2 separate regions of the Sus scrofa genome follow, and region 1 is linked to region 2. The links are chromatin contacts, called in public promoter capture Hi-C maps. All regions are on one chromosome and are shown on one strand. The core of a region is the stretch at or near the end of the contact, and the rest is flanking DNA. Distances in the headings are between cores, read along the strand shown. Region 1 holds the start of SIL1 (nucleotide exchange factor SIL1). Region 2 holds the start of CTNNA1 (catenin alpha-1).

Region 1 (7,020 bases), core at 3,118-5,617, 440 kb before region 2:
AGCAAACAGGATGCTGAATGGGAAAGAGTTTTATTCGCATAAGGGATCTGGAAAGATAGATGACAGTGCGAACTGCATAGGTTTATTCTTATAGCTCTTCGTTAATATTTCTGTTTTATGGCCCCTGCTGGACTGTTTTGATTTGATCTGTTTACATTTCTTTGTCTCTCATCTGACCTTGAGCCTTTGAGGGTAGGAACAAGTGGGACTGTTTCACAGCTGTATCCTCATAGCCAGTGGCTGGCCTGTAGCTTAGTACTCACGTTCAAGTAAATAAAATGCCTGAAGTCCAGAAGTGATTCCTGGCAGCAGGATTTTTTTTTTTTTTTTTTTTTTTTTTTAGGGCTGCACCGGCAGCATATGGAGGTTCCCAGGCTAAGGGTCCAATTGGAGCTGTAGCTGCCAGCCTACGCCAGAGCCACAGCAATGTGGGATCCAAGCCATGTCTGCAACCTACACCACAGCTCACAGCAAAACCAGATCCTTAACCCACTGAGCAAGGCCAGGGATTGAACCTGCATCCTCATGGATGCTAGTCAGATTCGTTAACCACTGAGCCACAACAGGAACTCCTTGGCAACAGGATTTGAATGGTGAGGAGACACTGCTTTGGGAAAGATCCTGGATGTTCTCCTTACTTGTAGCAAGTAATAATAAATCCTCCTGCAAAGAATTAAAATAAAATAAAATAAAATAAAAAAGCTTATGGTGGAGTTCCCATTGTGGCTCATCAGGTTAAGGACCCAACATTGTCTCTGAGGATGTGGGTTTGATCCCTGGCCTCGTTCAGTGGGTTAAGGATCATTTATTGCTGTAAGCTGTGGTATAGGTCACAGATGTGGCTCAGATCTGGCGTGGCTGTGGCTGTGGTGTAGGCCCTAGCTGTAGCTCCGATTTGATCCCTAGCCTGGGAACCTCCATATGCCTCAGGTGCGGCTGTTAAAAAAAAAAAAGTGTATGGTGAGAGCTGGGGTAGGGGGTGTGTGGGGAAGAGGAGGCAGGACAATAGGGCGATGAGACAGAGCGCTAAGGTTCCTGCTCCCCCCACTCAATATTCTAGGCCCATCCACAGAGAGCAGGGAGCCAATCCCTGATGCCAGGAATGCTTTCACACAACTGGGCATCAGGCTTGTGGGAGATGAACTGAGAAAGGTGGATCAGAGGAGAAATGATCTACTCAACATATTTTGCTTGCTGAGCAAGGCTAGATTATCATAGAAATCCCTGCCTAGCCAGGGCTCTGGGGGTGGGTGCTGTGGTTTCCTTGGATTGATGGTGGATGGGTTGAAGGTGCTTCCTCAGACACTTTCCCTTTGCAAGGGTTTGCTGCTTTAGGGAGTGGAAGAGGGAACTTGGAAGCTTTCCAGCAGAACCGCGAGGGAGAGAAGGCTTTTCGGCTGTTTCTTTATTTAAAAGGAAAATTTTTTTTTTTTTTGTCTTTTTGTCTTTTTTGTTGTTGTTGTTGCTGCTGTTTCTTGGGCTGCTCCCGCGGCATATGGAGGTTCCCAGGCTAGGGGTTGAATCGGAGCTGTAGCCACTGGCCTACGCCAGAGCCACAGCAACGTGGGATCCGAGCCACGTCTGCAACCTACACCACAGCTCACGGCAACGCCGGATCATTAACCCACTGAGCAAGGGCAGGGACCGAACCCGCAACCTCATGGTTCCTAGTCGGATTTGTTAACCACTGCGCCATGATGGGAACTCCTAAAAGGAAAATTTTTTTTTTTTTTTGGTCTTTTTGCGTTTTCTACGGCTGCTCTCTCGGCATATGGAGGTTCCCAGGCTAGGGGTCTAATCGGAGCCGTAGCTGCCGGCCTACGCCAGAGCCGCAGCAACTCGGGATCCGAACCGCGTTTGCAACCTACACTACAGCTCATGGCAATGCCGGATCCTTAACCCACTGAGCAAGGCCAGGGATCGAACCCGCAACCTCATGGTTCCTAGTCGGATTCATTAACCACTGCGCCACAACGGGAACTCCTTTAAAAGGAAATTTAAAACTTATTTCTGCTCAATTCCAAGAGTAATACAGGGAAACAAAGAGAAGAGACCACTGTGATCCCATCACTCAATCTGATCCCTGGATTTCAAACTCTCCACTTTCACAGTGATCCACTTTGTTTAAGGGCCGTGAGAACAGCGGCAGTCTGTTTAGGCCTCACCACACACACTGATTTTTAGCAGCTCAGTAGACTTGAGCTCAGGGCTGGCTCCCCTGGGAATGTAGGGTTCTCAGTAGCGCCTTTAAGTTTTCGAGGATCGAGGGGCACAAAATTTCTCTTCCCTACCCACTTGAGCTGATTAGATCTGTCCCAAGAAGGAAGTCAGGCTCCAGTGAGTGCTGCCAGCTGTGTCCAGTTGGACTCTTCTCTTGGCTCATGCATTTATTTATTAATTCTAAGATTTGAGCTTATTCTATTTTAAACATCTTATTTTTGTAGCACTTTATTAACATCTTAAAAAAAAATTTTTTTTTATGGCTGCGTGCATGGCACATGGAAGTTCCCAGGCCAGGGACTGAGTTTGAGGCGCAGTTGTGACCTAAGCTGCAGCTGCAGCAATGCCAGATCCTTTAACCCACTGCTCCAGGCGAGGAATCAAACCTATGCCTCCACAGTGACCTGGGCCGCTGCAGTTGCAGTTGGGTTGTTTTTTTTGGTTTGTTTGTTTTGCTTTTTAGGGCTGCACTCATGGCATTTGGAAGTTCCCAGGCAAGGGACTGAATCAGAGCTACAGCTGGTGGCCTACACCACATGGCAACACGGATCCTTAAACCACTGAGCAAGGCCGGATTAAACCTGCATCTTCATGGATCCTAGTCAGGTTCATTACCACTGAGCCATGATGGGAACTCCTGTATTTGGATTCTTAACCCACTGTACCACAGGAACTCCGATTAGTATCTTTATAATTTGTGTCACTCTGAATTGTAATTTACATGTTGCTTTTGCAACGTATCCCTGATGCAATAGATATCTGTTGCTTTATCATCTGTCCTCATGATGCTAGGCAGTGACCCAATCTAGAATTATTCCTCGGCCCAGCTACTGTCACTGGTCCACTGGGTGTTCCACGGGAAATGTGAACTGTTCCCTGTCCTTTCTCCCCAGTGGCAGAAGAATGTCTCTTGTAGGTCTTTTTAATAAACTGGCACTACCTACTGAACTGTTACCCAGGGGCTTGTTCTCCCTTCCCAGGCTACTAACCAAACTTCGTTCATGGTTGCAAAGCCAAGCTCCCACCTGCTTGAAGTAAACGCAATAAAAAAGGTAGATTAACTGCTGGAAGCTCACATAATACGTGGAAAGGGAAAGGAATACCAAACATAGGTTTTTTGTTTGCTCTTGTTTAAATTATCCTTTTTTCCACTTTTTTCTTTTCCTTTTTATGGCCTCACCTGCAGCATATGGAAGTTCCCAGGCTAGGGGTCAAACCCGAGCTGCAGCTGAGGCCTATGCCACAGTCATGGCAACATCAATCCCAGCGGTAGCTGAGGTCTATACTGCAGCTTGCAGCAATGCCAGATCCTTAACCACTGAGTAAGGCCAGGGATTGAACCTGCATCATCACAGACATGTCACTGTTGGGGTCCTTAATCCTCTGAGCCACAATGGGAACTCCCCCTTTTCTCCACTTCTGAAGGACCTGCAATCACTGGGTCTGGACTCTGACTGAGCACCCCATTTTTCCTGCCAGGTTAAGCGCCTAGGCAAGGGGAAGGTCTAACAGGATCAGAGAACAGGACTTTTGCAGGCACCCAAATCTGGCATAAATTCCCAGTTCTACCGCTTTTGGACTGTACAAACTTCACTTAAGTCCTTCAACTTATTGAATCTCAGCTTCCCCATCTATAAAAAGGGGATAACAGTTCTGATCTTAAAGCGTCATGAGAAGGAAATATAATGTATTTGCAACACCTGGCATGTATAAATAAGCTACTCAGTGCTTTGAGCTGAATTAGAGCTGCAGGTGACTTTTATTTTTAAAATAATTGGTCCTTGTCAATTCGCACAATACATAAGTATATAAAGTAGGTGACTTGCAGGTGGCCTATTCTGCATGAATTTTCTAAGGACTATTTATTGCTTGAGACTCAGCTTTATCCCAACTGAGTCATACCAGTTTGATCTATTTTTATTTCCTACCACCTCTGGTTTCTTTCTGATGATCTTTCCGCTAGAAAAAAGTTAAGCTGTTGGGAAATCAGAGATGAAACTTCAAAGTTCCACTCTGTTCTACCTTGGAAGCAAATCCAGGCCTGCGGGTACCTGTTTTAGATGTCTCTCACACCGGCGGAAGGATACTGGGCCGAATAAGTTTCAGGAGGTTTGCTCATGTAGACGCTAGGGGGCGGGACTTAACAAGCCGGAGAGGAGCCGGGCTCAGCACCTCGAGTGCCGGAAGAGGAGTGGGGCTGCCGCGGTTCTGGAAGAAGACAATTGGGCGAGGAAGCCAGTGACGTAATAGCCGGGCGCGCGCAAGTTCTGACCGTGGCCGCCGCGTCTGCGCACGGGGAGCTGGTTGCCGCTGCGGCCGCCTGGAATTGTGGGGTTTGTGTCTGCCCCTCGGCTGCCGGGCGGGGAGCCGCAGGTAGGGGCGGTGAGGGCCGCCCGGCCCTGGGCCGCGGCTGGGTGCCCAGCGCGCTGCCAGTGCTGTTCCGGGGCTCCCACCCCTCACACGTGGTGTCTCCCGAGCGGGAAGTACAAGTGGGCTCCGGCCTCCTCAGTAGTGGTGGCAGACCTGGCTTCTCAGCCCGAGGGCCGCTTTCCCTACCTCTCCCACTCAGAACGCCTGCAGTGATCCTGCTTCAAGGCCAGGAGAGGAAGCCGCGGGGGTCCGAACCTGACTGTGGGGTCCTCATCTCTTTTAGTTCCTTTCTTTGGGCCTCAGTTTCTGCATCTGTCCACCAGCTCCAGTGTTGCCATTCTGGTGTCTCTTTACCATATGGAATTGCGTCCTACCTCGCGTCGTATTTCCACTCTTGTCTTGAGTTTTCCTTTGCCTTGGTAGACGAAATACTTCCCTTTACCGTAGGGGTTACAGACTTTGGTGTGTTTCAAATCACCTAGGCGGTTGGGCCTATTCCTGGGTTTTACGCACAGGAGTTTTGTATAAACCGGGGTTGGCGCCTACACTCCGCCCCAGGGGGTTCCGATTCAGGTCCTCTTTCCTCGCCTTGAAATTATCTGCTTCAAAAGGCAAGCGAAAATCAGTTGAAATTTGTGCCCCAATTTAGGGGCTGTAGGTGGAAAAGACAAGGAGTCAGGAAATGCCCAACATGTGTGAGGTCATTGGGGCTTCCTTTGCACAATGGGAGCTAGAGGACTTTTGGCTGCCTTAAAAAATAATAAGTGTGACTCATGTAAGATTAGTTTTCTAATAAATATTTTAAAATACGTGGCCTCGATTTAAGTCCCTCTGGCTTTCTGGCCTAAAATAACTTCTCTGGAGGATTGAGGAGGTTGGATTAAACCTAGACTAGGTAGGCTTTAAAAGAAGGCGTCTTCCATGTTTTTTAGGAGAAGAAACTGATGTTTATAAAGACAGTGTTCGTTTTGACAATATGAAAGATGTGTTTTGTAGCTCGTGTCTTCTTAGCTGTCCCCACGCAAGTCTTTTCTGAGATTTTTTCAAATAGCCAGATTTGGAGATTGGATAGGATTTTGATGGGAGCCAGGGTGTGAGGACATCAAAATGGATGTTTGTGTAGCATGGATCAGGCCTTGGTCTGTGGTTTCAGCTGAGAACATGGCTCTTGGTTTTAAAAGTGTTGCCACATCAGATTTATTTTAACTTTTCCTTTGGGTGTTTAGAAGATTAATCTGCTAATTAATACATGTGTTGTTCTGATGAAATTGGCAACAGAAAAGAGCTATTGTGCCCATTTTACAGATACTGGGAATGGGGAATATGTTCGTAGTGATGTGGTCCCAGGAATGAGGTTGCCTTGTCCTCTGATTATTGCCTCCTTCCCCCTCCCAGCCGTCCTTGAACTCCAGCTATTACTTGCTTAAATGCAGAGGCCAATTTTGAGCCCCTGTGTTTTGCATTGGCAGGAGAAAAGGTTAATTAAGTGAAACTGAAAAGTAACCAAAAGGGTTCAAAATAAAACATGCCAGAACTTAATTCTCAGTGAGTGTTGGTCTCCTTTGGAATGGTGTGTGTAAGAGTAAATGGTGGGGGTTGAGGGGTGGAGAGTGGCATCACTTAAGTGATAGGGCCTTTGTCCTAAGCAGGCTTTTCGTTTTTTGGGTTTTTTTTTGTTACTGTTTTTGTCTTTTTAGGGCCGCACCTGCGTCAGGTGGAAGTTCCCAGGCTAGGGGCTGAGTCCGAACTGTGGCTGCCTGCCTATGCCACGGCCACAGCCCCGCCAGATCTGAGCTGCATCTTTGACCTATGCCATAGCTCATGGCAACACTGGTCCCTTAACCCACTGAGCGAGGCCAGGGATCGAACCTGCATCCTCCAGGAGACTGTGTTGAATTCTTAACTTGCTGAGCCACAATGGCAACACCTGTCTAAAGCCAGTTTTGAAAATTATCTCTGAAATTGTCTTCGCAGATGTTTTTGAACCATATGAGAGATCACTTTCATTAGTACATGATACTGTACTGTTTCATTTTTTTAAAACCCCAAATGGAACGGTTAAGCTACCTTGTCCCCTGACTTTGTCTTCAGATGAGTTAACAGTTCATTTAAAGTGAACCCAATGGGTTTTTTGGTGTGTGGTGAACATGAGTTTTGATTCTATCACTTATAAGCCATATGACCTTGGACAAGTTTTTCACTTTTTAGGCTGAGTTTTCCCCTGTATAAAAACAGGAGTAATACTTTGAAGAGTGGTTATATGAGATAAGACACATGAGACCTCTTGGGATGCAGGATTGCAATAACTGTTTTCACCCTCAATGAAGATTTGCTATTAATGAGAATATTAAAAAAGACATCAAGGAGTTCCTATTGTGGCCCCCAGCCTGGGAACTTCTGTATGCTGCAGGTGTTCCCCCCTCCTGCCCC
Region 2 (7,736 bases), core at 3,358-5,857:
TGAGAGATCAACAACAATGTTCCAGGAGTTCCCACTATGGTGCAACAAGATGAGCAGGTCTCCGCAGCTCCAGGAAACAAATGAGATCCCCGGCCCAGCACAGAAGGTCAAAGGTTCTGGTGTTAGCGCGGCTGCAGCAGAGGTCGCAACCGTGGCTCAGATCTGACCCCTGGCCCAGGCAGCCAAAAGAAACAAGACAATGCTCTGGATTCTCAGAATAAAAACTGAAGGGAACGGACAAGTGCGCAGAGACGGCTAAGGGACAGAGATGGATTTCTGGAGTACTGATACTTTTCTGTTTCTTGATCTGGATGGTGGCTATGCGTGGTGTTCACTCAAATAATTCATTAAACAAGTTCTCTAATTTGAGCACTTTTCTCCATGCACATTATACTTTAATTTTTTAAAGTTTTATTTAAAATAGGAGTTCCCTGACTCAGAAGTAACAAATCCGACTAGTATTCACGAGGATGTGGGTTCAATCCCTGGCTTGGCTCAGTGGCTAAGGAATCCAGCATTGCCGTGAGCTGAAGCATAGGTCCCAAACTCAGCTGAGACCCTGTGTTGCTGTGGCCATGCTGTAGGCTGGCAGTGCAGCTCCCATTTGACCCCTAGCCTGGGAACTTCCATATGCTATGGGTGTGGCTCTAAAAAAAATAAAAAATAGGAGTTCCCATCACGACTCAGAGGAAATGAATCTGACTATATCCACAAGGACGCAGGTTTGATCCTTGGCCTCACTCAGTGGGTTAAGGATCCGTCTCGCCACAAGGTGCAGCATAGGTCACAAATGTGGCTCAGAATCCAGTATAGCTGTGGCTGTGGTGGAAGCCTGCAGCTTCGATTCAATTCCTAGCCTGGAAACTTCCATATGCCAAAGGTAAGGCCATAAAAAGGGGGGGGTATTTAAGAAATCACCAGTTAGGATGAAGTCATCCATAAGAAATTTACCTAAGGACATTAAAGATGCTACCACAGAATATGTACAAGGTACCCAAGAAACACTGAGATCCAAACTAAAGCCCAGAGTCAGTGACGTCTAAGGTGGGTTTTAAAAAATTTGTTTGTCAGATGGATGAGAAAAAAGTTACTCCTGACAAAAGAAAAAATACGAAAAAGGCACCAAAGCAAACAACACTACAACTTATCCAGAGAACTACAAGTTATTTCAATAATTCAAAGAAGATAATCTAAACTACCATGGAAGGAGTTCCCACCATGGCACAGCAGAAACGAACCCAACCAGGAACCATGAGGTTGCGGGTTCGATTCCTGGCCTCACTCAGTGGGTTAAGGATCTGGCGTTGCTCTGAGCTCTGGTGTAGGTGGCAGACATAGCTCGGATCCCGCATTGCTGTGCCTATGGCATAGGCTGGCAGCTGCAGCTCTGATTAGACCACTAGCCTGGGAACCTCCATATGCCATAGGTGTAGCCCTAAAAAAAAAAAAAAAAAAAAAAAAAAAAAAGCAAAAATAATAATACTGATAAATAAACTACTGTGGAAGCAGAGAGAAGGGCAAAAAGGAATTCATGCTAAGAGGAGAGAGGAAGGAAAGGACTTCATCTGATCAGATCTAGGTTTAAAGAAAGGCTTGGAGATGTCTCTTGGTCCAGTATTCCAGGCCCTCCACTATCTGACTGTCCTCTCATCTGTCAGAGTTCCACTCATAAACCAGACTCCAGAAGAAAAAAGACTCTTTTTATCCTTCATTCAACATGCTTCTATTTTTTTTTTAAACATCTCCAGGCCAGGTACACGCCAAAGGCTAAGGCTATCAGCCTTCAAGGCTCACCTTCTATCAAGAAAGGCCAACAGGCATATCAGTAATAAGATCAAGTGCCATGTACCTGGTGAGAAGAGGTTTGCTACCAGACAGAAAAGTGCTAAGGGGGACTTGAGATATGACTAAAAGCTCATGTAAGTGATGGAATCCAAACTGGGTGTGGGAGCAGAGGAGGAGCAGCAATGAGGAAACAACAAACCAACAGACCCGCCTAGGGCCTAGGCCGCTGCATCCAATCCTTCCCTAAGGCTTATCTCGTTTCTCCAAAGTACAGCTCCCTTTAGCCCCACCACCTCACTCCTACCATCCTCCTGGATCAACCTCCTACTTCTACTAGTGCACAAACACAAGCCTTGCAGGCACCAGCAGGAGTGATCTTCCTAAAAAGGAAATCAGATCTTGAAACTTCCTACAATGGCTTCTCACAGCTCTTAGAATAAAATCCAGGCACGTGACCTGGAGTTCCCTGGCAATCTCATGCCAGGGCTCCTTCCTACCCCCAAAGCATGCATCCAAGCTACACGAACCTTCTCTTAGGTCTCTAAACACAAGGAGTTTTTTGCTATCTCAGGACCTTTAAGATCAGAGGACTCTCCACCACCACCCCCAATATCCAGGTCTGCCTGTCCCGTCACTAACTATTGTTCCTTTTCAGAAATCCCTCAACTCTGCCAGTTACTGCCCATCTCCATATCTAGGTTAGGTCACTTATCTCATTTTGGTCCTGCAGAGTTTGCGAAGCCCCTGGACACTGAAGGAGATCTCTGATGCACAGCTGACCATGTGGGTGAGCTAAGACATCTGCACTCAAAATAGAAGCTTTAGCTTTAGCCCACAAAGTGTTGGACTTCAGCTTACATTTGATGACAGGGAGACTGTACAGAAGTGATCCTCAACCCGGGAGAGGGCACCCCGATCTCTAGGTCACCCCTGGAAAAAGATGTGACTGGTGGTGGGAGAATGATGCCACATCAGTGGTGTGAAGGGCTGAGATACGTTAGAATCTTGGATATAAGTGGTTTGAACAACAACAGAAAGATTAAGAAACAAGAGCCAAAAGTATAAGGAAAACCAGGAGAGATTTATAATCCAATTCCACAAACGCCTTTATGCCCTTTCATGCTTCTTCCCGACAAAACCCCACTGCTGCTCTAACCAGTTCAAATGCCCGTCCCCTCCTGGAAGCCCTCTGGTCTTATCCAAACAAAACTTACTAGATCCCCCTGCACAATTCCACGAGTTTCTCTTATCATTATTATTACGTAAGGTGTGACCCACGCACAAGTTTTTGGTCATTACTGTTGTGGTTCATATCGCCATCGGCCTTGCACTACACCCAAGCTGTGTGTCCCTTCCCTATTACACGGTGGGTTCTTGGGGCAGAGACTATTTCTTAATCAACTGTGGGCCCTTAAGAAAGTGGATAAAAATGATTTTTGTAATTTGATAAAAGTCAGAAAGAGTAAATCACTGGACAAAAGCTATGGATTAAAGTACCACATCCTCACTAAGGTGATTTACAAATCCACACTTTCCTAAAGTGACACACACCTATACAATCTTCAAAAATCACTGCTAAACATACGATCCTCCCATGGAAATGCCTATCCTGTTGCAACAATACAGTGATGTAATCACTTCCTTCAACACACATAAGAAACGCCTTAATAATCTAGAGAGTGAACATACCTTACTCTTTTCTAGATTATTGTAAATTCTGTACAAAGCAAACACCAAAAAATGTTGCAAAGACGCAGAGGGACATAATAGGGTTTCAGTCCTGGATTGGAGCCAACTGCCGCCTGCATTATTGGGAAGCCATTCCTGCCACACCAAGGTTAGTAGGCATTCAGACAACATTTTTTCCAACAAGTGTTTCTCCCTCTCTCTCTCTCCCTTTCTCTCTCTCTCTCCCTCTCCCACACAAACACACCCCTTTAGAAATCAACAAAAAAAAGATTCCAACGTCCCTCGTGCAAACCAGAACTAATTAGAGTTCAGGGCGTCCAATTACACAGCACAGAAGTCCGAGGAATTTCACAACAAAGGTTCACATGTACACGCCAAAAGTCCACACGGGTGTGGCGCCCCTTCCCAGCCAGACTGTGTCCGAGAAAGGGACACGCAAACTCGCACATGCGCTCGGGCCGGGAACGCGAGGGTGCGGGCCCAGCAGCCGCCCCGTCCACCTGACCGGCAAGTTTCGGTGGCGGGGGGAGGGGTGCGATGCCAGAAACCACAGACCTCACTCGCTTCCCCGGAAAACGCAACGCCGCCGCCCGCCCGCCCGCGGAACCACGCACGGACTCTTGCCCTCGAGGAAGGCGGCCGAGCGGGCTCAGCGCGGGCCTGGCGCGCGCACCGAGGCTACTCGAACAAAGTTTCCAAGCCCGGAGAAACTTTCCCGAGAGCAGGCGCCGCGGCGGCGCGGGGCCTGCCGCTCGCGCTGCTCCGGCCGCCGCGGGCCCTCAACTTCCCGAGCGCCAGTAAGCGCCGGCCCCGCCCGCTCCACCAGGGCCCAGGCCCGGGGCCCCGCGGCGAGAGCGGGCCGGAGGCCGCAGCGGCGCCCACCCGGAGCCCGAGGCCAGGCGGGGTCGCAAAGGGGACCGCCCGGGCCGCCCGCCCGAGGAGCCCCCTGCCCAGCGAGGGGCGCCCACACCCGCGCGAAGGCAATTACCTGCGGCGAGCGAGGCGAGGCAGGAAGATTCCCGAGGCCCGAAGCCAACGGCCGCCGCTTTGTCTGCCCCTGTCCGGCTCCAGGGAGGAAATGGGCCGCCCGGCGCCCCCGCCCCGCGTCCCGGGCCCCGCCCGCCCTTCCCGGCACCTCCCTCCGGCGCGCTCTTCCCGGCGCCTCCCGCTGCCACCCCGCTGGCCAGGGTGGCCCCTGACCCGGAGCGCCTGGTCCGCCAGGCCCGGACCCCCCAGAGGCCCTCTTGCTCTCTGCCCCTGACCCTCGAGGTTCTTCTTGCCAAGCCCCTAGTGGGCACTCTGGCCGGGAGAGACCCCCACCCCCGAGCGGAGGGAGGAGCGCGGGTGCCTGGAACAGCCCGCCAGCTGGGGAGGGCAGGTGAGTCAGCGCGCGGCGCACAGGTGAGTCTCCGGGCACCGCCCGCTCTGGCCCCACCTCCCGCTGATGCCCCTGGGACCCGGCGGCCCGGCGGCGCAGACTTCCGAGTGCCACAGGTGTTCCCGGGGCACAGGCTTCCAGAAAAGAGCTCCAGGCCCATTCCCTGGCTTTACGGAAGGAAAAACTGAAGCCTCACACCTTGAGGCAGAGTGCAACTCGAATCCAATTCCAGGGACCTCATAATGTGCGATGGGAAAGCCTCCTAGCAATCACCCAACTCAGCCGGTCGCTTGACAGATGGGTAAACCCAACAGCCTTCCTGATGGAGAACAAGAGGCTTGTGACAGGAGCATCACCTCCTGAGATTGTCCCCCTCCCCACACACGCACATTTGAAGGACCTGGCTTCTATCCCTATCCCTCTGGCCATTTAGGGAATTTCATTCCCACTCTTCCTTCCTTATCTTTCTACTGAACGCTCCCCCCAAAAACCACAAAACAAAACCAAAAATACTACACTCTCAGTCTGGTATGACTTCCTTCTCCATCATGGGATGACGAACGAGTTGATTTCTGCACTGGTCTATTAAGTCCAAAATTATGCATGACAGCAGTATCCACTGTTCGTTTTGGGCTGAGCTCTGAACAGGGTGCTAGGGAGACCTGCCCTCAGCATGTTTACCTTTTTCTACTCAAATCTCCCTTTCCCAGGAAATGCAAACTCCTGGAGGGCAGCAGCTGTATCTCCTACAGCACCCAGCACAAGGCTCATCCCCTAGGCGGGGCCCAGTTACTCTCTGTAGGTGCAAGTGCCCACTGTAACCTTAATGAGGCCATTCTTGTCCAGCCACAGTCCATGCTGTTTCCATCTTCAGAGCTTTTGCTCCTGTGGTCTCCCCTACATGGAGTGGCTGTGGCTTCCTCCAGCTACACTTAGCTACCTTAGAACATAGTATTCAATCAATAAATACTTGTTTGAACTAACAAAAGACATAGTTAAAGGATTATGCTCCATAATTTTGTATACTCATCTCTTCACTCAAGTACCAGCTACTCAATTTATGATGCCCCTTGTTGAAAAATTACTAACAGGTTTTCAGTTTTTTGTTTTTTTTTTTTTTTTTTTCATTTGATGCCCACACTCACAGCTTGTCAAATCTCCCAGGCCAAGAATGCAGCCTGAGTCACAGCTGTGACCTATACCGAAGCTGTGGCAACACAGGATCCTTGAACACACTGCACCTCTGCAGTGACCCAAGCTGCTGCAGTTGAATTCTGAACCCACTGTGCCACAATGGGAACTCCAAAAATTGCTAACAATTTTAAGATAGCAGCAATGGAATATTAAACCAAGCAGGCCCCTGAACCCCACCCCCAGAGACGAAGTGATTATGGCTCCATAGTCTCCAGCTCCAGAGTCTCTAGAGCCCTGCCTGGCGAAAAACAAAGGGCGATCAGACCCCAGAGAACCTGTCAAACTCTCTGGCCCCAGGGCCTGCCAACCTGGCTGGAAATGTTTGTCAGAGGCTGAAGGCACACCTGTGTCCCCTCCCTGAGGTGCGGCAGTCAGGACACGAGGGCAGAGGCGTCCTAAATGGGATTTGTGCCCTGACAAAGGCAGCCGCAGAGATAGCCCTTGCCCCTTCTGCTGTGTAAGGACACAGCAAGAAGGCCTGACCATGAGCCAGGAAGAGAGCTCTTACCAGAGTAGGATGAGGCAGGGGCCTGGATCTTGGACTTTCCAGCCTCCAGAACTGTGAGAAAGAAATTTCTGGTTGTCACAAGCTCCTCATTCTGTGGTGGTTTTGTACTCAGGCTTTGGGAGCCCGAACAGACCCTCAACAGGCCCTAAAGATGAAAGTGGGGATTTGTTTGAGGAAAGGAAGGATCAGGGGACAAAAAAAGTGTGATGATGGTAGTTCCTGTTGTGGCTCAGCAGTTAACAAACCTGACTAGCATCCATGAGGAAGTGGGTTCAGTCCCTGGCCTCATTCAGTGGGTTAAGGATCTGGCATTGCTTTGAGCTGTGGTGTAATTTGCAGATGTAGCTCGGATCCCGAGTTGCTATGGTTGTGGTGTAGGAATCTATGGCTCTGATTCAATCCCTAACCTGGGAATCTCCATATGCCGTGGGTACGGCCTTAAAAAGACAAAAAGACCAAAAAAAAAAGTATATGAAAAGGCAAAACTACGGAAACAGTAAAAAGATCAGAGAGGGGTTCCCACTGTGGTACAGTGGGTTAACAATCCAACCACAGTGGCTTGGCTCGCTGCAGAGGCAGGGATTCAACCCCCAGGCCCAGCGCAGTAAGTTACAAAGGATCTGGTGTTGCCGCAAGTGTGGTGTAGGCCACATCTGCAGCTCGGACTCAGTCCCTGGCCTGGAAACTTCCACAGGCTGAAGGTATGGCCAGTAAAAAAAAATAAATGAACAAATGAGTGGCTGCCAGGAGCTGGGTGAAGGAGGGAGGCATGACTGGGTGGAGCACTGGGGAAGGTGGGGGCAGAGACATGATATCATCCACATGGCCCATCACCTGTAACAAGTGTGCTACCCTAATGCAAGACGTTAATGTGAAAAAGTCTGGTTAGGGAGCGCTCCATGGGGACTGTCTATACTTTGCCCTCACATTTTCTGTAAACCTAAAACTGTTCTAAAAAATAATGTATTGGAGTTCCCATTGTGGCGCAGTGGTTAACGAATCCGACTAGAAACCATGAGGTTGCGGGTTCGGTCCCTGCCCTTGCTCAGTGGGTTAACGATCCGGGGTTGCCGTGAGCTGTGGTGTAGGTCGCAGATGCGGCTTGGATCCCGCGTTACTGTGGCTCTGGCTGTAGGCCGGTGGCTACAGCTCCGATTCAACCCCTAGCCTGGGAACCTCCAT

Evidence for each region. Promoter capture Hi-C pulls out the DNA fragments that hold promoters and counts their contacts.
Region 1: a promoter capture Hi-C map of fetal skeletal muscle shows a contact between it and region 2, with 4 times the contacts expected there. The contact joins the promoter of SIL1 here to the promoter of CTNNA1 in region 2. A contact is called at or near these places in 1 of 5 promoter capture datasets (fetal skeletal muscle) and 1 of 47 Hi-C or Micro-C datasets (heart right ventricle).

Annotation. Positions count from the first base shown.
Region 1 is chr2:141,115,548-141,122,567 of Sscrofa11.1, reverse strand. SIL1 (nucleotide exchange factor SIL1) reads left to right here and starts at 4,367. Exons shown (of 10, transcript XM_021084842.1): 1 at 4,367-4,593.
Region 2 is chr2:140,679,647-140,687,382 of Sscrofa11.1, reverse strand. It overlaps CTNNA1 (catenin alpha-1), which reads right to left and starts at 4,607. Exons shown (of 18, transcript XM_003123988.6): 1 at 4,463-4,607.